Regions from separate parts of the Mus musculus genome. Here all the other regions are linked to region 1. A link is a contact called in public HiChIP or PLAC-seq, capture Hi-C and promoter capture Hi-C data. All regions are on one chromosome and are shown on one strand. The core of a region is the stretch at or near the end of the contact, and the rest is flanking DNA. Distances in the headings are between cores, read along the strand shown. Region 1 holds the start of Trim39 (tripartite motif-containing 39). Region 2 holds the start of 2410137M14Rik (RIKEN cDNA 2410137M14 gene). Region 3 holds the start of Zfp57 (zinc finger protein 57). Region 4 holds the start of Tcf19 (transcription factor 19). Region 5 holds the start of Olfr90 (olfactory receptor 90). Region 6 holds the start of Olfr94 (olfactory receptor 94). Region 7 overlaps Gabbr1 (gamma-aminobutyric acid (GABA) B receptor, 1).

Region 1 (2,908 bases), core at 348-2,847:
TCTTCCTTTCCCCAAACTAGCCCAAAGGAAGAACGCTCTCTTCTTGAAGATGCTCCTGTCACTCACCGCATTTCTATTTGTGTGCAGCTGGGATGGCTGCAAAGCAACAAATACATATCAGCTCTAAGGAAGCACCATTGAGTGCATTGAGGGCAGCAGCTTCTTGGAGAGAGAGCTGGCAAGTACATTCTAAACATTCAGTGGTGACTGCAGTCTTTCAACGTCACTACTGATAACTAACTCCTTAGATAGTCAGTGATTAGGAAGGAAATTAGCCAGGTATGGTTAATACTAGGTAGGTAGCGCATGTACCGAGGAGGCAAAGGCAGGAGCCTCAGGAACTCGAGGCCAGCCTAAATTAAATATAACCAATAAATAGTTATTGGTCTCAATAAATGAATAAGTGTATGGAAAGAGACAACCAAAGCTCTCCATTCTTAAGATGTCAATACATAAGTAAGCTAATTTATCTGGTCCCATAACCCCCTACTTTCCTTCTGTCCCAAAAGGGGCCCCCCAAAAAGGAAGGAAATTTGATAGGTCTACCCATCGACAGAAAAGTGCCCATGTAATGAATTGGGGCAACAATGATTATTTCTGTATACTGGTGGTACAAATGGAAGGATTTTAAGTAGGAGTTGGTAACTTATCCTCTTTTAATGGAGAAAAGAATTGATCCAGATAAGTACAGTTGGATGATTTCTTTCTTCTCTGCCCATTAGAATCCAGTTTTGACTAGTGACTTAGCCTCCTCCTCCTCAATCCTACAGATAAGTGGCATCCTCACCTAAAACTGAACCATATTCACACTTGAGAGACCTGCATGTATCTAATTAGCAAATAGATGGTATGAGAGAGAAACGGGCTCAAGGATAGTGAAGAACGGAGAGGATTTGGAGCTGGGGGTGGTGTGGTGGTGGTGTAGAGGGCAGCCATAATATGGCCTTGTGCTCCTCTGGCTTGATCCTTCCTCCCACTCTCCATTACTCGATCTCAGTGTAAGTAATCGCGTCAGAGACGTCCACGTTTTGCCTTTAATCACTATTGGGTACCACCTCAGGAGCCTCTTTCAAGCACTGGCCACAACTCTGTCCCACCCGTTCTCCATCTTCTCCAGCCATATCGGGAGCATGAGGACCAGAGTGAGGGAGCATACGTCGTGCTTGGCAGGGAGGAACGGATGCGTGTCTAAGTGAGGGAGAGGTGTGACGTGAAGGTGGGATGCCCGCTGCCATGTCGCAGCCCAGACCCGCGATGACTGCGTCAGTTTCACCCGGGGAGACCAAAGGCAGCGGGACAGGGGAACGGCGGGGTAGCCAAGCAACGCCGGACGCGCTGACGTCGCCGGGGCGGCAAACGTCCTCCGGGCCCGAGGCGGGCGGAGGCAGCTGTGGTTGCGCGCCGGCCGGCTGACGTACTCGCCGGGCGTAGGGCCGCGGCGAGAGGAGCCCGCTCGCTGGAGCCGGCTGCGGGACCCTTGTGGCGGCGGCGCAGCACCTACCTTCCCGGCTCCGGGTCCCGGAGTGCCGGGCGCGGAGCCGCCGGAGCACTGCCTCCCTCCTTCCTCCTCCCCTCACCCCCGCCCCGCGGCGCGACACACAATACTCGCCGGAAGCGGAAGCCGCGCTGCGGCGATGGAAGACAGCTGCGCGGCGCCGAGCCGCCGTGCCAGGGCCTAGTCGGGCCCGCGGCGGGTGGCGGGCGGAGAGCCGGAGGCGAGGGCCTGCGCGGCTAGTTTACCGGGCGAGAGGGAACCCGCCGCTTCCCGTGGCTGAGGTGCTGGCGCCCAGGTGACCAGAGCGGTCCCCCGGAGACTGAGGGCCGCGCATGCGCGTGGCGAGACGCCGAACCCCATGGCGGGCAGCGCGCCGTGGCTGGGCTGGCAGAGCTGCGCGGTCAGCGAGCCCGCAGAGGCTCAAGCTGGTCCTCGGTGGGGCTGGGAACCGCAGAGGCCTGGGCGGCTACGGGTTGTGGGCGTTGGGCCACACTTTCCCGGTCTCCGGGTCAATTCTGGGGGAGGGTTGCTGTTTAAGGCGGCGGTGTATTACGTGGCCGACCTGAGAGTCTATGCTGGCACGTCACTTCCGACTGGCTGAGGTTTGGCAATTTAACCGGCAAGCTGTAGTAGGTGAGTTATCTTGGCTGCAGACCGAGGTGCGTCTTTTCCCCTCCTCCGGTTGGGTGATGTATTAGCCAGGGGTTCTCTAGAGCTACAGAACCTAGTGAATGTTTCTCTCTCTATAATTAATCGTGATGACTTACAGGCTAACCCAACAATGGGCAGCTGTGGATGGGAAGTCCAAGAATCTAGTAGTTGCGCAGTCCCACGTGGCTAGTTCTTTCAGCTGGTCTTCTGTAGAAGTAGGTTCCGACAGATGTGCTGGCAAGTAAGTGCAAGCCCGTGAAGAAGAGAATCTTCCTTCTTCCTATGTCCTTATGTAGACTTCCAGCAGAAGGCGTGGCCCAGATTAAGGTGTGCACCACCTTGTTTGGATTTGGGACTTGCTTTCTCCCGGGCTGACTTTGAACTCAGAGAACTCCTTGCCCCAGTCTGGGATTGAAGTCGTGTACTGCCTTGCCTGGTCCTAAACTTAATGGCCACTGTACCTCAAGATCTCCATGTCAAGATCCAGGTCAGAAACTTGTGTCTTCCAGCCTCAAGATCTGGATCACAGGTGAGCCCTCCAATTCTGGGTTGTAATTCCTTCCAGATAGTCAAGTTGACCACCAGGAGTAGCCACCACAGCTGACATTAGCGAAACGCTTTCCCTGGCTGGAGCTGGAGTGTAGAAAACCGGTCTAGTTCGGTGCTTTGCTGCCCCTGCATCTAGGATGCCAGGAGGACCAAATCCTGTGCTCAGGAAACACTGGGTGGGAACCAAAGCCTGCTTCTTTCTCTTTGAAGACC
Region 2 (3,152 bases), core at 362-2,861, 710 kb after region 1:
ACACAACTGCTGTCACTGTCTGCTTAGGATCCTGCCCCACAAGTATTATTTCAGAAATTGCTGTTGCTGTTGTGATAGATAGCATGCCATGTCGAGGTATCGATACACCTTCAGATGGAGCAGTCTCAGATGTGAGTCCAATCATCCACACCAAGTGCATTGCAACCCTCCGCTGCCATTCCACACCACATGGAGAAAGCAGAGACACATCAGTAATTTCTCCCATGGATGGTTTGGCTTCAATTTCATGTCTTATATCCCAGTAACCGTGAACCTGATCCTCCCAAGCCCATTTTGGTCCTGCTGGGTCCCCACTTGGGTGTAGAGTATTTTATTACTTTCTCCGGAGAGATATGATAGATATCTATTCACCCCAGACAGGACTCCAACAACAGACCAAATGAATGATCCCATCAAAGCCCATCCTTACCATCCAACACAGTTTGGCAATCCCATAAATGCATTGAAGGTTACTTACAGACACGAGTGAGGCGTTACTTAATACTCATAAACACCTACAACACTGAAAAGCCCACTCCAGCATGAATGACAACTCACAAAAGCTAGATCACTGGAGTGTGCCACCAATGAATTCAATCAATTAATACACACACACACACACACACACCATTACCATACTGGCTATCCAGAAGTTCACTATATAGACAAAGCTGGCCTCCAACTCACTCATCTGCCTGCCTCTGCCTCTTCAATGATGGGATTAAAGGCATCAGCCACTACACCCATACCATCAATTAACCTTCTAGTTCCCATATACACTAATATTTCTGAAGTCCAGATGTGGCTAGTAGGATTCCTTGTGATTGGGGAACATAGGAGGGTGTGAATGGCTAGAATCCCCAGTAAGGGTAATCACAGCTTTTCTGATTTTGAAACAGTAACAGCCTTGTGTGGAGCCTGGGGGACAGTATTTCACAATAGGTGGCTTAGGAATTGGTCCTGGCATAAAGTCTGCTCAAGGGCCAATAGAAGCTACCCCTGAAACCTGCATGCTGCAGCATCTCCTCCCCTTTATCCAGGTATTTGAGAAGCCACTTCAACGCACCTTCCCTCCAAGAAAGATGTGCATGATATAACAAAACCAGATGCCTCTTGCTTGCACCTAGTGATCTGAGACTCCTCGGTATCCACTGCAACCCAGGAGCGCAGGTCCTCTCGGTCAGAGAGATGTAATCCTGGCCTTCATAAGTGATGTGCTTATACCCACGGAGGAGGTGATGGTCTGGCCCTATGTCACAGCCGATTAGTCACTGGACAGTGTGAGACTCTGTTGAGGCCAAAGTGGTCAGCACCATGTCCCAGGTTAGCCCCATTCATTGCACACAGCCTGCTCGTGATTGGTCAAAGCCTACTTCAAACTGAAATGAAACCACAGTAAATTTCTGCAGGCTTCTCCAGGATTGCAGGAACTTGCAGATTTCACCAGCCCAAGGTACATATTTCATAAGAATATGCGGAGACTATAGACTAGCCTTCCATATAGGATCACTCACCATTCTCTCTCTGGCTATGATAGCCGAACAGGGTCCACAGTTCGATTTGACCGAGTATTAAGATCCTCCTGGCGAGGCGCATCAGCTCCTCCAAATGCTCAGGTTCCTGAGCTATAAATGGCACCCACGGCTCCACCCACTGACTCTCCAAGTCTTTGCTGAAGCTCGTGATCTGTATGTTGTCCATGTAGCCTCGGTGAACCGAGGTTTGCCTTAGCCAGGATCGTACAAGGTGGTGGTGAAATACCGCAGGGAGTGTGAGCCTAGGGGTGGTGCGGGGGTCAACCCAGGTGGACCTGGAGACAAGCGGACTTGCTGGGAGGAGAACTAGCACACAGGGCTCCAGACACGGATTGGAGAAGAGAGCCTGGCAGAGGGTGTGTAGTTGGGAGACAGCCGCTGAGACTTAGCGTTCCCTGAGCTATTGCTGCCCAGCCTCCTCCCTCCTCCCCACAGAAGTGGCTTCACTTTCCACCCTGCACTCACCCGCGCTGGCCTGAGTTGGGACCAGGGCGGTCGCCAGCAATGGAAAGAGGGTGTGCAGCACCACGGACCCCATCCTCCGTGTTTGGAGAACTTGAAGAGCAAGATCCCTGTCTATGAAGTTTTATAGCGTTGTGGGTGTGTGGGGGCAGATCATGACTCTTAGTGGTTCTACAAAATTCCCACACACAACAGAAGTGAACATGTGGGTGTCCAAACATTACTGGGGAAAAGAGGTTTCCCATTTGTGGATTCTTAGAGTGTTTTTGATTAAAAAGAAAAGAAAGAAAAGCCAATAACAAGCCAGAGTCAGAAGGACGCTCCAGGTTCACCTCATTAGTTCGGGATGGCGGGGAGGGGGAGGGGTGAGGGAAGGCAACAACACTAGCAAACCATAATCTTAGCAGGGGCTAAGGGTCATCAATGGGGGAGGGTAAGCAGCTGTAGAAAGGAGAAAAGAAAGGATTAACCCCTTGAGTTATAAATCAGGAAAGCAAACAGACTCAGCAGTTAATCTACAAGGAAGTGGATTTGGGGGGAGGGCTGGGGGGATACTTCAGGAACGTAGTAAGTACATTATTTCATTTGGGGTATTATTATTCCTTCCATTTCCTTTGCATGTTTTCAAATGACCAGCTTTCCAGAGGGGTTGTCTGCTGGCTAGGTGATTAACAAGTCTAGTTAGATTAGCTCCCAAAGAAGGTGGAAGGGGGCATTGGTATGCAATATTCTAATCTCTGGGACAGATCGGAATGCATAGTCTCCACCCTTGTCAGAAGTGGAGATTAGTTTCCATTCTTTTGACCAAAGTCAAGTTACCCAAAAGCCCTGATACCCCTACCCTTCTCAACTGGTAAATGGATGTGTGTGAGCGGGCCCATTCTTAACAACCCCTAAGCCAGGTGACGCTTGTCTAGCTGCCTAACACTGGCAGAAGCTCCTGAGAACTGACGGTGTGTAAACTAGAGAAATGAACCCTGGGGCCACAAGGAAACTTCAATCCTTAGACTGCTTGAAAGCAAGATCCTAGACCAGATAATTTACCCACAGCCCCTCCTCCTGCACCTAGAGTCCTTTACCACAGTAAACCCTTTATGCAGCACCCTGGTAGAGAGCTGTATGTGTCAGGAAGTCCCAACCTTTTTGTTTCAGGAT
Region 3 (3,037 bases), core at 200-2,699, 730 kb after region 1:
CTCAAGAGGTTCTTAGCACATCAAACATCAGCTGGAAACAGCCTAGTGGCCAGCATAAAATGTTGAACCAACCTTTGTAAGGGTTTCATTTGTCCTATAGTGTTTGACTGTGTGCTGGGGCTACCTGCTGGCCAACATGGTGTTTCCACCTCAAGAATTAAGGACCAGAAGCCAGTATACACTCAATCACTGAGTCGAGGGGGTCTTGAATTCAAGGTCAGCATGGCTCCATAGTGAGTTCCTAGGAAGAGCTGTCTCTAAGAAAGTAAGTAAATAATAAATAAATAAATTATTTATTTATTTAAAGTTGAAGAACCTAAATCAGCTAATTATGGTTGCTCAGTTTTGTAAATAAGGTAATTTGAAGTCAGGGTGAGAAACAGTTCATTATTGACGGAAAGCGTGGTTTTTGTTTGTTTGTTTGTTCTTTTACCTCACTACAGGCCTGTTACATATGGATTGCTTCAATCCTTCTTCTTCTTCTTTTTTTTTTTTTTTTGGTTTTTCGAGACAGGGTTTCTCTGTATAGCCCTGGCTGTCCTGGAACTCACTTTGTAGACCAGGCTGGCCTTGAACTCAGAAATCTGCCTGCCTCTGCCTCCCAAGTGCTGGGATTAAAGGCGAGCGCCACCACCACCCAGCAACCTAGTACCTTCTATACTTTCCTATCACCCTCCCCAACTATGTTTGTGCTTTGGCTGCCTGAGACCTGGGTTAAGTGTTATAATTCCAATGGAACTTATTAAAAACAAATCCAAACAAACAAAAGAAAGGATTACAGAGAGAGACTGAAGTGAATTTGGTATGTGAAACACTAATACGACTTGACCGTGATGTGATACCTGTGAAGTGTCTGTATCTTTTTTTTTTTAATCATTATTTTTATTGTCCTGAGTCTGTATGAGTGAATGCCACATATGGGATGGTACCAAACGAAGAGTGTGGGGTTCCCTGGTTACAGGTCTCTCTGTGCTAGGTGTCCTGGAATCCTCTCTAACTACTGAGCTATCCTGTAACTATAGTCTAAGTCTCCTGTGCTTTCTTGGATTTTACTTTAGCTAAGATGTTGCTCCACGGCCCACTTTACTTGTCTGCGAAGTGTTCCAGTTTTTCTTTAGTCTTACCTTATTTTATTTGTGTGTGTGTGTGTGTGTGTGTGTGTGTGTGTGTGTGTGTGTGTGTGTGTGTGTGTGTGTGTGTGTGTGTTTTACTGTGTAGCCCAGGCAGGCGTGGAACTCACTTTCAGCTGCCTAGTACAAGGAATTACGGAAATTGAGTCACCCGTCCCTCCCACCACCCCCTACCCCCATCCCCCACTCCCATTCCCCACCCCAGGAGTAAATACTTATCTTAGGAAATGGAATTTCCTAGCGCAGCTGAGACCAGTGAAGACCAACAGTAGGCGGGACGAGAAGGCGTGGCATTCAGGCATTGGGCTTCTTCAGATCTAAATTTCTGACCTTGGCAGACAGCCACTTGAGATGTGTTACCTGCGGACGGAGCAGAACGGAAGCAGAGGGACAAAGTAGCGGATTCCTGACTTCTGGCAAGGGCCCCTTCCTGGGTTTCACGCCGCTGCGTTCTGGTCGAGGCTGGAACGCGCGCCCAGCCCTTTGTGTGGCTGTGGTCCGAGGCTACGGCTCAGAAGCCGAGCGCTGGGAACGGCAGGACTGCCGAGCCTCAAGTAGGGCTGTCGAGCGCGGTGAGAGCGTGCGGGGACCCGGGTGGAGCCGCTCCCTCGGTGGAGCCACGAGGGCCCGACACCTGGGTGGGAGAAGCCGCCTGGCTCCGCGGTGGAAAGGCTCACGTGGCTGAAACCTCGGGGGATTAGAGTCTGGGACCGGGGCTGACCGGGCAAAGCCGGCGGGCATTTCTTGTCAGATTGTGCGTGAGAGCGGCGGGGCCACAGATTTTAGAGAGCCGGACAGACGGGGTGTATTGTGGCAAGTTTGCCTGATCTTCCTGTCTTAGCTTCCTTTGTGCTATTGGGGCTGACTCCTCAGATTTGTGAAACAATGAATGGGCTTTAGTTGGAGGAGTGCACTCAGGGTTGAGAGACGTCTGCACAGTCCCTCCAGAAATTTACCCAGTGGAAGGGTGAGGCCAGGCCTGGCCCATCTCCCATGCCAGGGGGGTGGGAGTCGGGAGGGACGGGACCTGACCTCCGGCCAATCAACAGCCAAGTCTTATTTAGTCTCTTGCCTTCTCAGGGCTCCTGCACCAGGAAAGAACAATCAGAGGTAAATGAGTGAGGAGGTGGATGGAGGTACCCAACACCTGTCAGTCTCCTTAATCAGCCTGTATCTATATTAAAGACCACTCCCTGCTTTGTGTGAATGTGCAGCAGCTCCTGCTGCTGTTGTTGATGATGTTTTATGCTTTCTGTAGCCCAGGCTGTCCTAGAACTCCCGGAGATCCTGTCTCAGCCTTCCTAGTGTTTAGGTAATCGTCTAGGTCACCACGCATCTTTATGCTATTGTTAAGACTTGTTGATAAAGGGGTCTTTGCTGAGAATGGTTAAAGACAGGTCCTGGAAGACACTAGCATAGAACTGTATGGACAGGTCCTGGAAGACACTGTTTGGAATGTTTTTTTTTTTTTTTTTTTTTCCAACGGAAGAATAATGAGAGGTGAGACAGACAGAAGGAAGGAAGAAAATCAACCTCAGAATGCAGCTTTCCTGGCAACTTTTTTGGGGATCAGAGCTAGCGATTCCTTGAATGCCTTGTTCCTTGCTGGCACTTTCACGTAGCAAAAGAATTGAGAGGAAAAGAAAGGGCCACGAGTCTCTGTGCCTTTATGCTTCCCTGCATCTAGAGAGGAGAAATAGAAATTAAAAAAATTTCAGAGTGAACAAAGAATTTAAATGATATTGGGTTGTTATCACTGTGCTGTACATGTGATACTGGACTCACGCTGCCAAGACTTAAAATGATCCAAAATGATGGGATGGCCTTACATAGTCAGACAGCTTATTTTGGGGTTTGATTTAACTCGTCCCTAGACTAGTACTATGTGGTGCATAGGGATAGATAGA
Region 4 (2,951 bases), core at 185-2,684, 750 kb before region 1:
ACATCTAACAGAATAGGGCCCAGACCATAAACTCACTGTTGCCTGTTGGGGACTAATAATGCCCACGACAACCTCAGGTTAGGCTTCTCCAAACATTGCATTTGGTCTAGGAAGCTAAGACCTGAAGATGGAATACTGAGGTAAACCCCAGCCTTTGTGGACTGTCTTGGGTTGGGACCGAATGCCTAGGTCACTAGAACACTCATAAATGCCTAGCAGGAACAAGGTGCTTCAGCAAACGTGGGAACAGTCAAATCTGAGCTTAATACTAGAATGTAGAATTTGATGACAGCTTGCACACCCCTCTTAGGTCCGGTGTAGGCTAAAGCAGACAAGCAGGTTTAGTCCTGTGTGGAGCTGACAGAAGTGTGAGCAGACAAGACGGAACCAAGACTGCTCACCAGACTAGGACTCTGGGAGGCAGGTAGCAGGGTCCCAGAGGCTCCTCTTACTCATGCCTGTCTGGGGCTCTTCTGCTCATTGCTTACCTTGGCTGCTGTGATCCTCCAGGCTGACCCTCCAGTCGTCCCCTTGGAGTTCAGCATGCAATTCCGCATGGACTCCAGAGATGAGGCCGGGCTCCTGCTGGGGCCGCAGGGCCACATCACACAGGTCGGCCCTGCAGCCCAATCGATAGGTGCAGCCAGACTTGGACGGGGGGTGGAAGGTGTAGAGGTCACCGCCCCTGCCGCCCCCTATACGCAGCAGCTGGAAACAGGGCAGCATGGGGGGTGCCCCCTCTGCACCACTTTGCCCACCTCAGAAGTCCATTCCCTCTCCTACTCCTGGGTCATGCACCGTGGGCTTCAATTCAGTTCTCTCTGATGTCAACAGCTAAGTATTGTGCCTAATGCCAACTTAAGCAGTGCAGATTCAGAGCGCCAGAGGCCTGGATATGCACCAAGACAGAGGCTGTCAAGATGAGGTTTAAAAAGCAATTCCAGTAAAGTCCTGATGCGATGCAAAACCAGGAAGACGTCTTGTGGCACCTCAGTGAAGCCGGATCCTCAGGCGGCTCAACATCCGGGAGCCTCCGACAATCTGTGCAAGGCAAAGCTAGTTTAAACCGCAACTGGGAACAGGCAGAGGGGGTGAAGGGGCCCTGGTACACAAACGTGCGTGTGACACGGGTCTTCTCCCTAAGTGTAACCTGGAGTCAGGGAATTTATGGTTAAACTTTCTAATCCAAGTAGCGCACCCCTTCCATCTTTCCCCCCCACCCCCGCTCTTCGGATCAGTTCCCCTAAGGGAAGTGAATCCACTGTCACCCGCAAAGGGCGGCGCAGACGGGTCCCTAATTCTGTAACAAAGTGGATCTCACCCTTTCTTTTTTTCGCTCGCGGGGTAAACTGAGGAAGGGATTCCGTACCCTGCGTCCCGCGCTCCCGCCGAGGTTTGACAGCCAAGGAAGCCGCCCCGAAGGCGGGGCTTGGGTGAAGGCGCGCGCGCGCGCTGCGCAGACTCCTCCTTCGGAATTCCCGGGTCCGACTTCGCGCCCGCGAGCCCGCCCCCCCGCCGGCTGCTTCTGATTGGCCATCTGAGTTGCACCCATTTGCTCTATTGGCCGATGCGCAGGGGGGAGTTGCTCATCTCCCGCTCTCCGCCACTTCTGATTGGCCGGCACGTTTTCCCGGGTTCCCGGGGAGAGGAGGGGCCGTCAGGGCGCGGAGAAAGTTTGGGGCGTCAGGGTGCCTGCTTGCACCTTTCTTCTTCCTATTTCCGGTAGGGAGAAATGGAGCTGTAGAGCAGCCCGCCGCCCCGCGCATGCGTGATCTGGGTGTGGCGTCTAGACTGGGTGCTAGGTGTAAGGGGCGTGGCAAGAGGGCGGATCTCGCGCTGGGTAAGGGGCGTTCGGGGAGAGTCAGTTGGGGGCGGGAAGAGTCTGAGAGGGGGCGCAAGGGGGGCGGAGGGGATCCACAGGGCAAGAGGGGTGCAGGAGCTGGGTCAAAGGATAGATGAGGAGGTCAAGACAGCCTCAGAGTTCAGGGTCCTGACGGGGATTAGCCCGGGGTGTGTGCGGGAGAGAAGTGGGGGAGACAGGACAGGGAGCGACCAAGATAATTCCATCGAAAAAGACTCATACTAGGTCTAGGAAGAGAAACGGGTAGGAATCGCGGGGGTTGAGTGAAAAAAAAAAAAACCCAAAAACTTGAATTCTGATGGAAGTGGGGGAAAGAAGATGCTGTAGGACTCCGAAGAGAGATGCATCGGGAATGGAAGCCGAGGGGATAGAGAGCAACTGAGGCCCGTTACAGAGAGGCCCAGATGAGTTGCCAGGAAGCTGGCTTCCCAGCAACGGGCTCCCGGCTGCTCCGATTCCTCAGGGATCCTAGGGAAGACGCTTAACCCCACATGTGGCCTCATTCTTCCCGGACCAGGCCTTGGGCTAACTCTTTAATAGGAAATGACTCAGAAATCCTGGCTCGATGGTGCCTAGATGGGCTTCCCAACGGCCCTACCATTCCATGGCAAGGACTGTGGAGAGTGGGCTCCTTATACTGTGTCCAGAGAGTCCTGAGCTGCAGGGACCGTAGACACTTAAGGAGGAAGGTAAAGGCACACCACCCACATTCCTGTAAGTAGAAGGAAGCCTCGTCTCAGTAAATTTACCTTAGGGTTGTTGCCTGGTTCATTCTATCAGGAGCGTAGTTGGGACAAGCAAGTGGTTTGGTTACCGTGTGCCTTAGGGAAGTAGGAAAAGAGAAGCGTACAGCCCGATAGACCTGTCAGTAACTTAAGGATTATGACTTTGTTTTTATAGGGCTTTTTCTTTGGAAGGTGGCCTGAAAAATTGAATTGAAGTATCCTTGTTTCTCCTATTGTCCAGGGGAACATAGGTGACTGGAGACAAGAGCTACAGGATTCATATAACAGGAAGATGTTGCCACCGTCAGGTCAGTGAGGCTAGTCAAGGAGACCAGGATCATCTCCCTCTTCCCTCTCCCCCTCTC
Region 5 (2,930 bases), core at 274-2,773, 810 kb after region 1:
ACACAGAGACATAACATAAAAATCAAACCTTGGGCCAGCGAGGTGTTTGAGCAGTTAAGAGCACTGGCTGCTCTTCCAGAGCTAGTGAGTTCAATTCCCAGCAATTACAGGGTGGCTCACAACCATCTGTAATGGGATCTGATGCCCTCTTGTGGTATGTCTGAAGACAGCTACATTGTACGCATAAAATCAATCTTTAAAAAAAAAAACAAAAATAAAATAAAACCTTAAAAAATAAATACGATACTTTATATTTACAGGGAAGGGAAAGGAATTAGAGATAAAGTCAATGAGATGAAGCGTATGAGGACGAGGATGAATTAATGAAAATACAGGTAGATTACATTTGATTCATGTGGTAAGGTTTTTGCATAGTTATACTCCTTTACTGAACCTCTCTTCTTTGTGTCTTACAGTCTGTCATCTACTACAGAGGCAGGATAGGTCTGAAGATGTTAGGGAGGAAAACTTAAGCCTACAAGGCATGCAGATTTCCCATTCAGCTTACTGAGAGTGTGTCAGCCGGGCTTCACTTCCTTCCAGAGCAGCCTCCTGAATGCCCTCTTTACTTCCTTGTTCCTTAGGGTATATATGAGAGGGTTAAGAGAAGGAGTTCCCACAGCATAGAAGAGACCAAAGAACTTGCCCCTCTCTCGAGCATAAGGATTCTTGGGCTGCAGATAAACAGCGATGACTGAGCTGTAGAAGAGAGTGACCACAATGAGGTGGGAAGAGCAGGTCCCAAAAGCTTTCCTGCGCCCCTTTGCAGAGCTTATCCTCAGCACTGCCCTGGCAATGGCACCATAAGAGACAAGGATGAGGCTCAGAGGTACAACCAAGATGAAGACACTGGCAATAGCCATTTGTATCTCATTATAGGTGGTGTCCCCACAGGACAGTCGAATCAAAGCAGGGACCTCACACACAAAGTCGTCAACCTGATGGTGGGGACAGAAGGGCAGGCGCAGAGTGGATGGCGTCTGAACTACTGACTCCACTAGGCCAATCGTCCAGGCCACAGCTGCCAGCTGGCAACACAGGCGAGGGTGGATGATGGTGGCATAGTGCAGGGGCTGGCACACAGCCACATAGCGGTCAAAGGCCATCACTGCTAGCAGGATGCACTCCGTCGTCCCCAGAGATAAGAAGATGAAGAGCTGGACAAAGCATCCCAGGAAGCTGATGGTCTTTTCGGGGCCCCAGAGGTTGAACAGCATCTGGGGGACACAGGTTGTGGTGAAGCAGAGGTCCAAGAAGGAGAGGTTAGAGAGGAAGAAGTACATTGGAGAGTGGAGCCTGGGATCCAGGGTGGACAGCAGGAGGATTAGTGTGTTTCCTAGGAGGGTGAGGAGGTAGGAGCACAAGACAACGACGAAGAGAACCTTTTCCAGTTGTGGGTGTTCAGAGAAGCCCAGCAGGAGGAAGCCCACGGGGGAGCTCTGGTTGACCATGGTCTCTGTATCTAGTTGGAGGGATGAGACTGTCAGCTTAGTGTGGTACAAAGGACCTGGTGAAAACTCACCCTGACTACTTCTCAGGACACACAAGGTAGACTGATGTTTCTCAGGCTCCCTTCTCCAGGCCCGTCACCTAAGGACTTTTCTTCCATTCTTCCTCCTGGTCAGATAGAGTCCACTAGCTGAGAGGAAACCAGGAGTGTGGTGGAGAACAGGTGGCTCCTCACACTGGGTTCCTGGGCAAAGGAGACTGATGTCAATAGCAGCAAAGCACTCTTTGCTTTCTTTGTGCAGTTTTCAGTGTGTTACCGTAGTGGCACCCAACTCATTCACGCACCAACTTCTGTTCTTACTAACTTTCTGTTTCTAATTTGCTTGTTCTCTTGGCAATTAACTCCTTCCTTTTCTCTGCCTCATTCTGAATATCTTTATGTGTTTCAAATACCTGTTTCTTTGCCCTTTTCTCTCTTTTGAGCTTTTCCATTTGGTATAATTTCTCCTAGTTTGTGTCATCCTGTTTTTCTTTTCTTTTCTTCTTGTCTTGTCTTTTCTTCCTCCCTCCCCCCTCTCTCTCTCTTTCTTTCTTTTTTTTTTTTGAGACAAGTTTTCTTTGTGTAGCCCTGACTATCCTGTAACTCACTCTGTAGGCCAGATTAACCTCATACCCAGAGATCTGCCTGCCTCTGTCCTGAGTGCTGGGATTAGAGGTGTGTGCCACCACTGTCTGCCTGTCTTTCTGACATTTATTGGCCTGTACATTTTTTTCCCTCTGAAGCTCTAAGGTGTAAACATTGTACTATGAGACAGGGCAGGGGTTGGTCATCTGAAGAAGTCAATGATGGTCTGGTAATCACTTTCTCCTTTTTATATTGAGATTTTACATCTGCAAAGTATTTTCCTTGGGCCAATTGTGATAGATATCTATCTGAACACCTGGTTTCTACAAATAGCTCTGCAATGATCATCCCAATTTTATCAATGATCAAACTGTATCAGGGTAAATAACATGTTTCAGGCACCTGTCCAACAGATATTAGGATGAAGATTCCAGAGATAATTTCTCGGGCCTGGTGTTCAGAGAAATGCAGAAAGAGGGGAACTGTGGCTGACCATGCTCTGCTCCTGTTCAGAACTTGAAGGAATGAAACCACATGGCTGGTATAGGTGTTAGAAATTCACCCTGTTTAGGTCAGGCATTGTGGCAGCCTTTCATGCCTTTCATGGCAGCCCTCAGGAGGTGGAGGAAGAAGGGTGATGAGTTTGAGGACAGCATGGGCCACACAGTGATTCCTTATTTCAAGAGCAAAAATGGACTCAGCAGTTAAAAGTGCTTGGTGCGAGCCAGAGTTCAGTTCTCAACACCCATGTCAAGCAGTTCACAAGCAGTTCACAAGCAGTTCACAATAGCCTATGGATCCAGCTTCAGGAAATTCAATATCCTTTTCTGGCCTCTGCAAGCACTGACACACACAT
Region 6 (3,020 bases), core at 154-2,653, 930 kb after region 1:
CCCTCCTTACTGAGAGTCCCAAGAGCCATTTACCACATCACCATTTAAGAGTGTTTATATATTTCAGGAGTCCCCTCTCCGCACCCCGCAAGAATTCAAACCCTACCCGGTGAGAGAAAAGAATCTCGCTACTAACCCAGAACTCACGGAGCACAAAACTTGCAGATCCTTATGCACAGACAAAAATTATGAGCATCCTATTTCCAGGACTCTGAGCCCTTCTCAGTTTTTTCACTGTCCCACCTATGGCCTCCCCAGACTCCGCAAGAGCCTCAGTGCCGCCCCCTTCACTTCCTTGTTCCTCAGTGTGTAGATGAGAGGATTGAGAGCGGGAGTGACCACCGTGTAGAAGAGCGAGACGAATTTGCCACGGCCCTGGTTGTAACTATGCGTGGGTTGCAGGTAGGTGTAGGTGGCAGAGCCATAAAATAGGCAGACCGCGGTCAAGTGAGAGCCACATGTGCTCGCCGCTTTCCGCCAGCCAGAGCTGGAGTGCATGCCCCAGACCGCGCGGCCCACGGCGATGTAGGAGGCCAGGATGACCGCCGAAGGCACCAACAGGATGACCACACGCGCGGCGAACATCTGGCGCTCGGTGGCGCTGCGGCCGCCGCGGCAGGCCAGCTGCAGCAGCGCCGGCAACTCGCAGATGAAATGGTCCAGACAGCGGGGTGCGCACAGGGGACGCGCGGCCAGCAGGGCGGTCTGCGCCGCGGAGTTGGCCAGGCCACCGAGCCAGGAGACTCCGGCCAGCGTGCGGCACAGTAGCGGCGAGGCCAGTGAGGTGTAGCGCAGAGGGTTGCATACCGCAGCCGCGCGGTCCAGCGCCATGACGGCCAGCAGCACGCACTCGGCGGAGCCCAGCGCCAGCGATGAGCACAGCTGAGCCATGCACCCAGCGCGCGGTAGCTGCAGCATTGAGCCGCGCAGGCTGGCCAGCAGCGGTGGCACCACACTAGTGGTGAAACCCACATCCACCAGAGCCAAGTGGCAAAGGAAGTAGTACATGGGTGTGTGCAGGCGAGGGTCGCGAATGGCCAGCAGCACCAACGCCGCGTTGCCGGTGAGCGTTAGTAGGTAGCAGAGAAGGACCAGTGCGAAGAGGACAGGCTGCAGAGAGGGCCAGTCGCTGAAACCCAGCAGTAGGAAGCGCTCCGCTGAGCTGTGGTTAGCCTGAGGGGGAAAACTCCAAGAAGGTTCGGAAGGCGAGACAAAAATATTTAATGCTAGACAGTGTTGCGGGCCTTGCGCTGGGAGGCAAAGGCCAGAAATTTCTGTGAGTTCGAGGCCAGCCAGAGCTACATAGTAAAACCCTGTCTTACCGCTAACCACAACAAACAAGAACCTCCAATATGGGATAAACTCGGCACATGCCCAAGTTTTGGTTTTGTTACATAGCCACATCCCAGTATTCCTTTACAAGTCCTTCAAGGGGGATAGAAACTGTGCTTAACAGGTGAGCCAATTAGACACAACTTACAAGATCAAATTGTCCTAAGTCTATCGCTAGCTAACCAGGTCTGTGTTCCTGGTTCTGGTTGCCCTTCCAGGGATTAAGGAAGAAATTCAGCATTCCTCCTAAGGGCAGCTATAAAGATACTTTGTATAAGAAGGGCATACTCCACTCTGAGCACCCCGCCCCCAGTTTTCCTTAAAAGTGGGCGTTGTCTAAGAGTTAAGCCTGAGTGAGACTAGATGGAGCAGTATCATCCACTTTTCTGTTTATGCAACAGTTAAAGCCAAGTGCGCTCTGATAGGAGGAGCCAAGAAATATCTAGCTATAGTTTCCACTGGACTACACCAAATATGGTAACTGTAGCCAATCAAATATTTTTGTCCTTAGTCTCCTTTCCTTCCTCTCTGCCTCCGTTGTCTCTGCCTGTCTTGAGGTTTCTTTCCTTCTCTCCCTGCCTGCTTCTCTCTCTCCCGCCCTCCCTTCTTTCCAGTAGGGCCTCATGAAGCCCAGGTTGGCCTTCAGTTCTACTTGAGAGGCAGAGGATGGCCTTTGAACTCCTGATCCTCTTGTGTCAACCTCCAGAGAGCTAGGATTATAATCATGAGCTACAGTGTCCAGCATCCACCCAAATGTTTCTTTGTTTTACTTCTGTGTTCATCCTATCAAAATGTTCCCTATGTTTCCCGGCTGTGGCCCACTGAACCACTTTTGCCTGATTCAGAAATAGCTATTTGCTCAAATAAACCCGTTTAAAGTTTATTGTGCCTCGCCCCCCCCCCCCTTGGGCTGGGGATTGAATCTGGGACCTTGCACATGCTAAGCATGCTCAGACTGAGCTATGCTCCTACTCTGTGAGTTTGTTTTTAACATGTTATACTGGAATACTTCCTATCAGACCAGAAATGAGGAGCCCTCAGGCCTCAAACTGTACTCAGCTAAAACAACAGTGTCTGGTTGGTTATTTGAGATGTAGAAATCATTTCATATCATTCTCCTTCAAGTTTGTCATGTGTAAATGGTGGTGGAATTTGACTTCTTGGGTCTATCATGGGCTTTCCTGTCAACTGTTTCTCAAACAAATTTAAAAGAAATGCAAGAAACAAAAAGGACCTCGATTTCAAGGCTCTAGGTATTGATACTGAATTCAACAATCTGGGGGATACAGAAATTATCATGGTTGATAGAATAGATAAAACTTGCACAAGAGTCTTTCTATGCATGCTTTATGACAGATATCACATATATAACTTGTGAACACACTTAGTGCTTTTAATTTAAAAAGAACCACAGCCCTCTGGCCTGGCAAGATGTCTTACCAAGTAGAGGCCCTTGCTGCCTGATGGCCTGAGTTTCAACTCTGGGATCCATATAGTGGAAGAGAACTGACTCCTTCAAGTTGTCCTCTGACCTTCACACGTATGATGTGGCACGCACCCCCACCCCCAATCGATCAATCACAAGCTTTTTAGTTTTTTTCAGGAAGTAATCCGTCTCCCAATACAACACCTTGCTTATCCTCACCAGGCAGAGAAAGTTTCAATGTGAATAAGAACTTAAGGCTCCT
Region 7 (3,036 bases), core at 21-2,520, 790 kb after region 1:
TGTGAATTACAGATTTCCAGGGGCATTTATAGTATGTCCACTTTGAGCTGTGCTCAACGATAGGTACCAGTCCTCAAGAGAGGAATGGAGCTTCTTTCTGTTCTAGTGTAGTTGAGCCCAGACCTTTGTGTTTCAAGGCCCAAGCTATTTCTAGAAAATTAGACAGAAAAATAAATGTCTTTAGGGCATGGGAACAAGGTTTAAAGATTTTTTAAAATTTCATTTTATCCATTTATTTTATGTATGTGTTCACACCAAGGTGCATATGTGAAGGTCAGAAGTTAACCTTTGGGTGTTGGTTCTCTCCCTCCACTATGTGTGTACCAGAAATCCAACTCAGGCTTGGCAGTAAGTAGGTGCTTTTACATGCTGAATCATCTCACTGGCCAGGAACAAAGATTCTTCATTCGTGTATCATCTCTGCTTTGTTAGAGTGTGCCTGTGAACGTTCTAAACCCGACCAATTATCTGTGCAGTGACTCTGTGTCATACAAGTGCTCTGCCAAGACAAATTTAAATGTTTTCCTATCTGGTCAGGAAGGGAAGGTATGATGTTCTCTGTTATGTGGAAGGCAATTCTGAGAGGTTCAGGAATTCATTCACCCATAAGTAAGAAAGCCAAGCAGAGCTATTGTAAGCTATACGGCCAGTTCTCTTCATCCATGAAAGTTAAAGGGATTGCCGTTCTTTTTAGGTTCCTTAGAAAAAAGGTTGAGTGCAAAAAGGGGTGTGAATAGGACTGAATCTGGACCTGTACCATGTGAAGACTGCTTCCTGTGGCTGTCGCCAGTCCAAGGAGGCAGCCAACAGAAGTCATATCAGACTAGCGAGAAGTTAGCTCCCTAAAGAACAATCCTCCTGGTTCGCAGGCAGAGTGCAAAAGGCTGTGGTGTCGCCTTTTCTGGATCTTTCAAAATTGGAGGAGTTGTTAGCTCCTGGGTCACCTCTGCTGTAAGAGCCTGAGGGTTGGGAGAATGCCAGCTGCCTGCAATATCCATCTCTTCCTTGGCTGGGTCTTTGCTTCGCTCGTTTGCCATTCATTTCCCAGAGTGTTTATTCATCAGATTTCTCTGTTGTTTGTAGTTCTGAGCTAGCAGCTGTACACTCTTAAGACCATTGGACTCAGCTAATCCCCGCTTTTAGTCTTGTAGCTTCCAACCCAAGATAGACACATGGGTATAGCTAACGATTTTGTCTGTACATATGGTCTACCCCACAACACGAACACAAACCATCCGCTCGAGTCACAGTGTCTGAGCCAGAACTGAGGCCTCTCCCCCTGCGCCCACGCACATTTCAATGCTCTCTCCTCTTGTTCTTCCCTCCAGACATCACAGGAATTTGTGGAGAAACTAACCAAGCGGCTGAAAAGACACCCTGAGGAGACTGGAGGCTTCCAGGAGGCACCACTGGCCTATGATGCTATCTGGGCCTTGGCTTTGGCCTTGAACAAGACCTCTGGAGGAGGTGGCCGTTCAGGAGTGCGCCTGGAGGACTTTAACTACAACAACCAGACCATTACAGACCAAATCTACCGGGCCATGAACTCCTCCTCCTTTGAGGGTGTTTCTGTGAGTTACAGCAGCTTCTGTTGTGCACCCCATGAAAAGGGAGATGCCTGGAAGGTCCCTAGATACATTTTCTCAGTTATCTTTCTGTCAGAATCAGTAAAGCCGTCTTAGACTATGGAGGTGGGACCCCCCCAAACCAGAAAGCCATACAAAATATGGCAGTGAAAAGAATTGCTCTATTCTAGTGCTTTTCAAGCTGGTCAAGGTGTTTACAGTTTAAAAAAAGAGAACGACTTGAGAATTCATCTCCTCATTCCTTTTAAAGTAAGGAAATTAGTGCCCAGTAGGGTTTGGTGATTGCTCCTGATCCTCTCTCGGGGGGACTCTCTAATTCAGATCTTAAGATGAAGGAAGCTTCTTCTCCAAAGAATACTGTTTCCAGAATCTAGGGTATGTGCATCTGGGGTGTGTCCTACATGCAGCGGACGGATGCCATAAATAGCCTTCATTCAGAAGCTCAATTACATCAAAAACAGAAGGTTTCGGAGTCCCTGATGTTCTCTTTTCCTCCTGCTTTTATCCCCTCTGCCTTCCTCCACATGTTTCTCCTCAGGGCCACGTGGTCTTTGATGCCAGCGGCTCCCGGATGGCATGGACGCTTATCGAGCAGCTACAGGGTGAGCCCGGGTGTGAGGGGGCTCAGGGAGGGGCAGGCAGGGCTGGGCAGGGACTGGGCTGAGGGCTCTCTTGGAAGAACATTGATCAGCCTCCACAGATTGCCAGGTACATTTTGCCTACATTGCATTGTGTTCGTCAGGCTTTTAAATACTGATAAAAAGAACATGGGTAGGATCTTTGCAGTGATTCTGTTCTTTCAAAGGGGCATACAGGTTAAAAAAAAAAAAAAAGCAGCTGTTCTTTCTTCCCAGTGGCTTTAGTTTTAGTCCCAGAAGTTGCCTGCCTGAGGCTGGGTTGAAAGGTGAAGAGCTGTCCAAAAAGTGTGTCCAAAAAGATCAAGGAAAGCTGGCTTCTTTTAAAAGGAATTCACTCAGTTCCTTGCTATGTGAGAACAGCATTCCAGTCCTACTGGCCTTTCTAGATAGCGTTCCCTGTAACTTAGTTCTGAGGAGTCTGCAGACCTACTGTGAGTTAATCCTTCCGTTCCACCTGACTTAGCCTCTTGTGGGTGTGGCCAAGAGACCCATTTCTTAGCCTCTGGGAAAAGTTTCTTTCTCCCTCCCTCCCTCCCCCCACCAACGTCTGCCACCAAATCCTCTCAGCTCTCTTTGTATATGGGACAAGTGAGGCTGGACTTCAGCCAGGGCGAAGTGGGTGTGAGATGGCGTTTGGAAGGAAAGTTGTATTAACTGTGGCCATTCTGCAAAGAGACACCTTAGGAGTGACTGCCTTTTACTGCCTTGTACTTTAAGAGGCAGATGTATCTTCTCCAAGGCATTAGAACCCAAGCCAAAGGGAGAGAGGGTTCTAAAATTAAAGCCACAGGGGGTGGGGGTGGGGGGGGCGG

Evidence for each region. Promoter capture Hi-C pulls out the DNA fragments that hold promoters and counts their contacts. HiChIP or PLAC-seq counts read pairs in DNA pulled down with a chosen protein or histone mark. Capture Hi-C pulls out chosen DNA fragments and counts their contacts.
Region 2: a contact with region 1 is called in a capture Hi-C map of embryonic stem cells, with 3 times the contacts expected there. The contact joins the promoter of 2410137M14Rik here to the promoter of Trim39 in region 1. A contact is called at or near these places in 5 of 39 promoter capture datasets (frontonasal cranial neural crest, hippocampal neurons, liver and 2 more), 8 of 115 datasets of contacts at active chromatin or transcription factors (astrocytes, bone marrow-derived dendritic cells, embryonic stem cells and 1 more) and 3 of 9 other capture datasets (adipose tissue, embryonic stem cells and liver).
Region 3: a contact with region 1 is called in an H3K4me3 HiChIP or PLAC-seq map of embryonic stem cells, with 7 times the contacts expected there. The contact joins the promoter of Zfp57 here to the promoter of Trim39 in region 1. A contact is called at or near these places in 7 of 39 promoter capture datasets (cranial neural crest, embryonic stem cells, frontonasal cranial neural crest and 4 more) and 6 of 115 datasets of contacts at active chromatin or transcription factors (bone marrow-derived dendritic cells, embryonic forebrain, embryonic stem cells and 1 more).
Region 4: a contact with region 1 is called in a promoter capture Hi-C map of the HPC-7 cell line. The contact joins the promoter of Tcf19 here to the promoter of Trim39 in region 1. A contact is called at or near these places in 2 of 39 promoter capture datasets (the HPC-7 cell line and erythroid cells).
Region 5: a promoter capture Hi-C map of hippocampal neurons shows a contact between it and region 1, with 10 times the contacts expected there. The contact joins the promoter of Olfr90 here to the promoter of Trim39 in region 1. A contact is called at or near these places in 7 of 39 promoter capture datasets (cranial neural crest, embryonic stem cells, hippocampal neurons and 4 more), 4 of 115 datasets of contacts at active chromatin or transcription factors (embryonic stem cells, epiblast stem cells and forebrain) and 1 of 9 other capture datasets (embryonic stem cells).
Region 6: a contact with region 1 is called in an H3K27ac HiChIP or PLAC-seq map of epiblast stem cells, with 7 times the contacts expected there. The contact joins the promoter of Olfr94 here to the promoter of Trim39 in region 1. A contact is called at or near these places in 4 of 39 promoter capture datasets (the 3T3-L1 cell line, cranial neural crest, embryonic stem cells and 1 more), 5 of 115 datasets of contacts at active chromatin or transcription factors (astrocytes, embryonic stem cells and epiblast stem cells) and 1 of 9 other capture datasets (embryonic stem cells).
Region 7: a contact with region 1 is called in an H3K27ac HiChIP or PLAC-seq map of SST interneurons, with 4 times the contacts expected there. The contact joins the enhancer-like site here to the promoter of Trim39 in region 1. A contact is called at or near these places in 9 of 39 promoter capture datasets (the 3T3-L1 cell line, cranial neural crest, embryonic stem cells and 5 more), 1 of 484 Hi-C or Micro-C datasets (cortical neurons), 7 of 115 datasets of contacts at active chromatin or transcription factors (SST interneurons, astrocytes, embryonic stem cells and 1 more) and 1 of 9 other capture datasets (embryonic stem cells).

Annotation. Positions count from the first base shown.
Region 1 is chr17:36,269,836-36,272,743 of GRCm38.p6, forward strand. It overlaps Trim39 (tripartite motif-containing 39), which reads right to left and starts at 1,598. Exons shown (of 7, transcript NM_178281.1): 1 at 1,502-1,598.
Region 2 is chr17:36,979,626-36,982,777 of GRCm38.p6, forward strand. It overlaps 2410137M14Rik (RIKEN cDNA 2410137M14 gene), which reads right to left and starts at 1,612. Exons shown (of 4, transcript NM_029747.3): 1 at 1,515-1,612. The coding sequence starts at 1,517. It also overlaps the pseudogene H2-M4-ps.
Region 3 is chr17:37,001,076-37,004,112 of GRCm38.p6, forward strand. It overlaps Zfp57 (zinc finger protein 57), which reads left to right and starts at 1,450. Exons shown (of 5, transcript NM_001013745.2): 1 at 1,450-1,702; 2 at 2,211-2,240.
Region 4 is chr17:35,515,390-35,518,340 of GRCm38.p6, forward strand. Tcf19 (transcription factor 19) reads right to left here and starts at 1,435. Exons shown (of 4, transcript NM_001163764.1): 1 at 1,370-1,435; 2 at 489-1,041. The coding sequence starts at 726. It overlaps Cchcr1 (coiled-coil alpha-helical rod protein 1), which reads left to right and starts at 1,864. Exons shown (of 18, transcript NM_001372297.1): 1 at 1,864-2,550; 2 at 2,828-2,894. The coding sequence starts at 2,353.
Region 5 is chr17:37,084,713-37,087,642 of GRCm38.p6, forward strand. Olfr90 (olfactory receptor 90) reads right to left here and starts at 1,524. Exons shown (of 1, transcript NM_146477.2): 1 at 479-1,524. The coding sequence starts at 1,451. The coding sequence ends at 519.
Region 6 is chr17:37,196,563-37,199,582 of GRCm38.p6, forward strand. It overlaps Olfr94 (olfactory receptor 94), which reads right to left and starts at 1,404. Exons shown (of 1, transcript NM_001011518.1): 1 at 244-1,404. The coding sequence starts at 1,404. The coding sequence ends at 244.
Region 7 is chr17:37,061,206-37,064,241 of GRCm38.p6, forward strand. It overlaps Gabbr1 (gamma-aminobutyric acid (GABA) B receptor, 1), which reads left to right. Exons shown (of 23, transcript NM_019439.3): 12 at 1,329-1,571; 13 at 2,125-2,188. Among named protein-coding and RNA genes, the nearest start is that of Gabbr1, 17 kb to the left of the region's middle. Within about 2 kb of position 1,271, at least 50 of the 459 cell types and tissues checked have an H3K27ac peak or open chromatin away from gene starts, as enhancers often do. A contact at or near this core is called in SST interneurons, cortical neurons and forebrain, where this site is marked.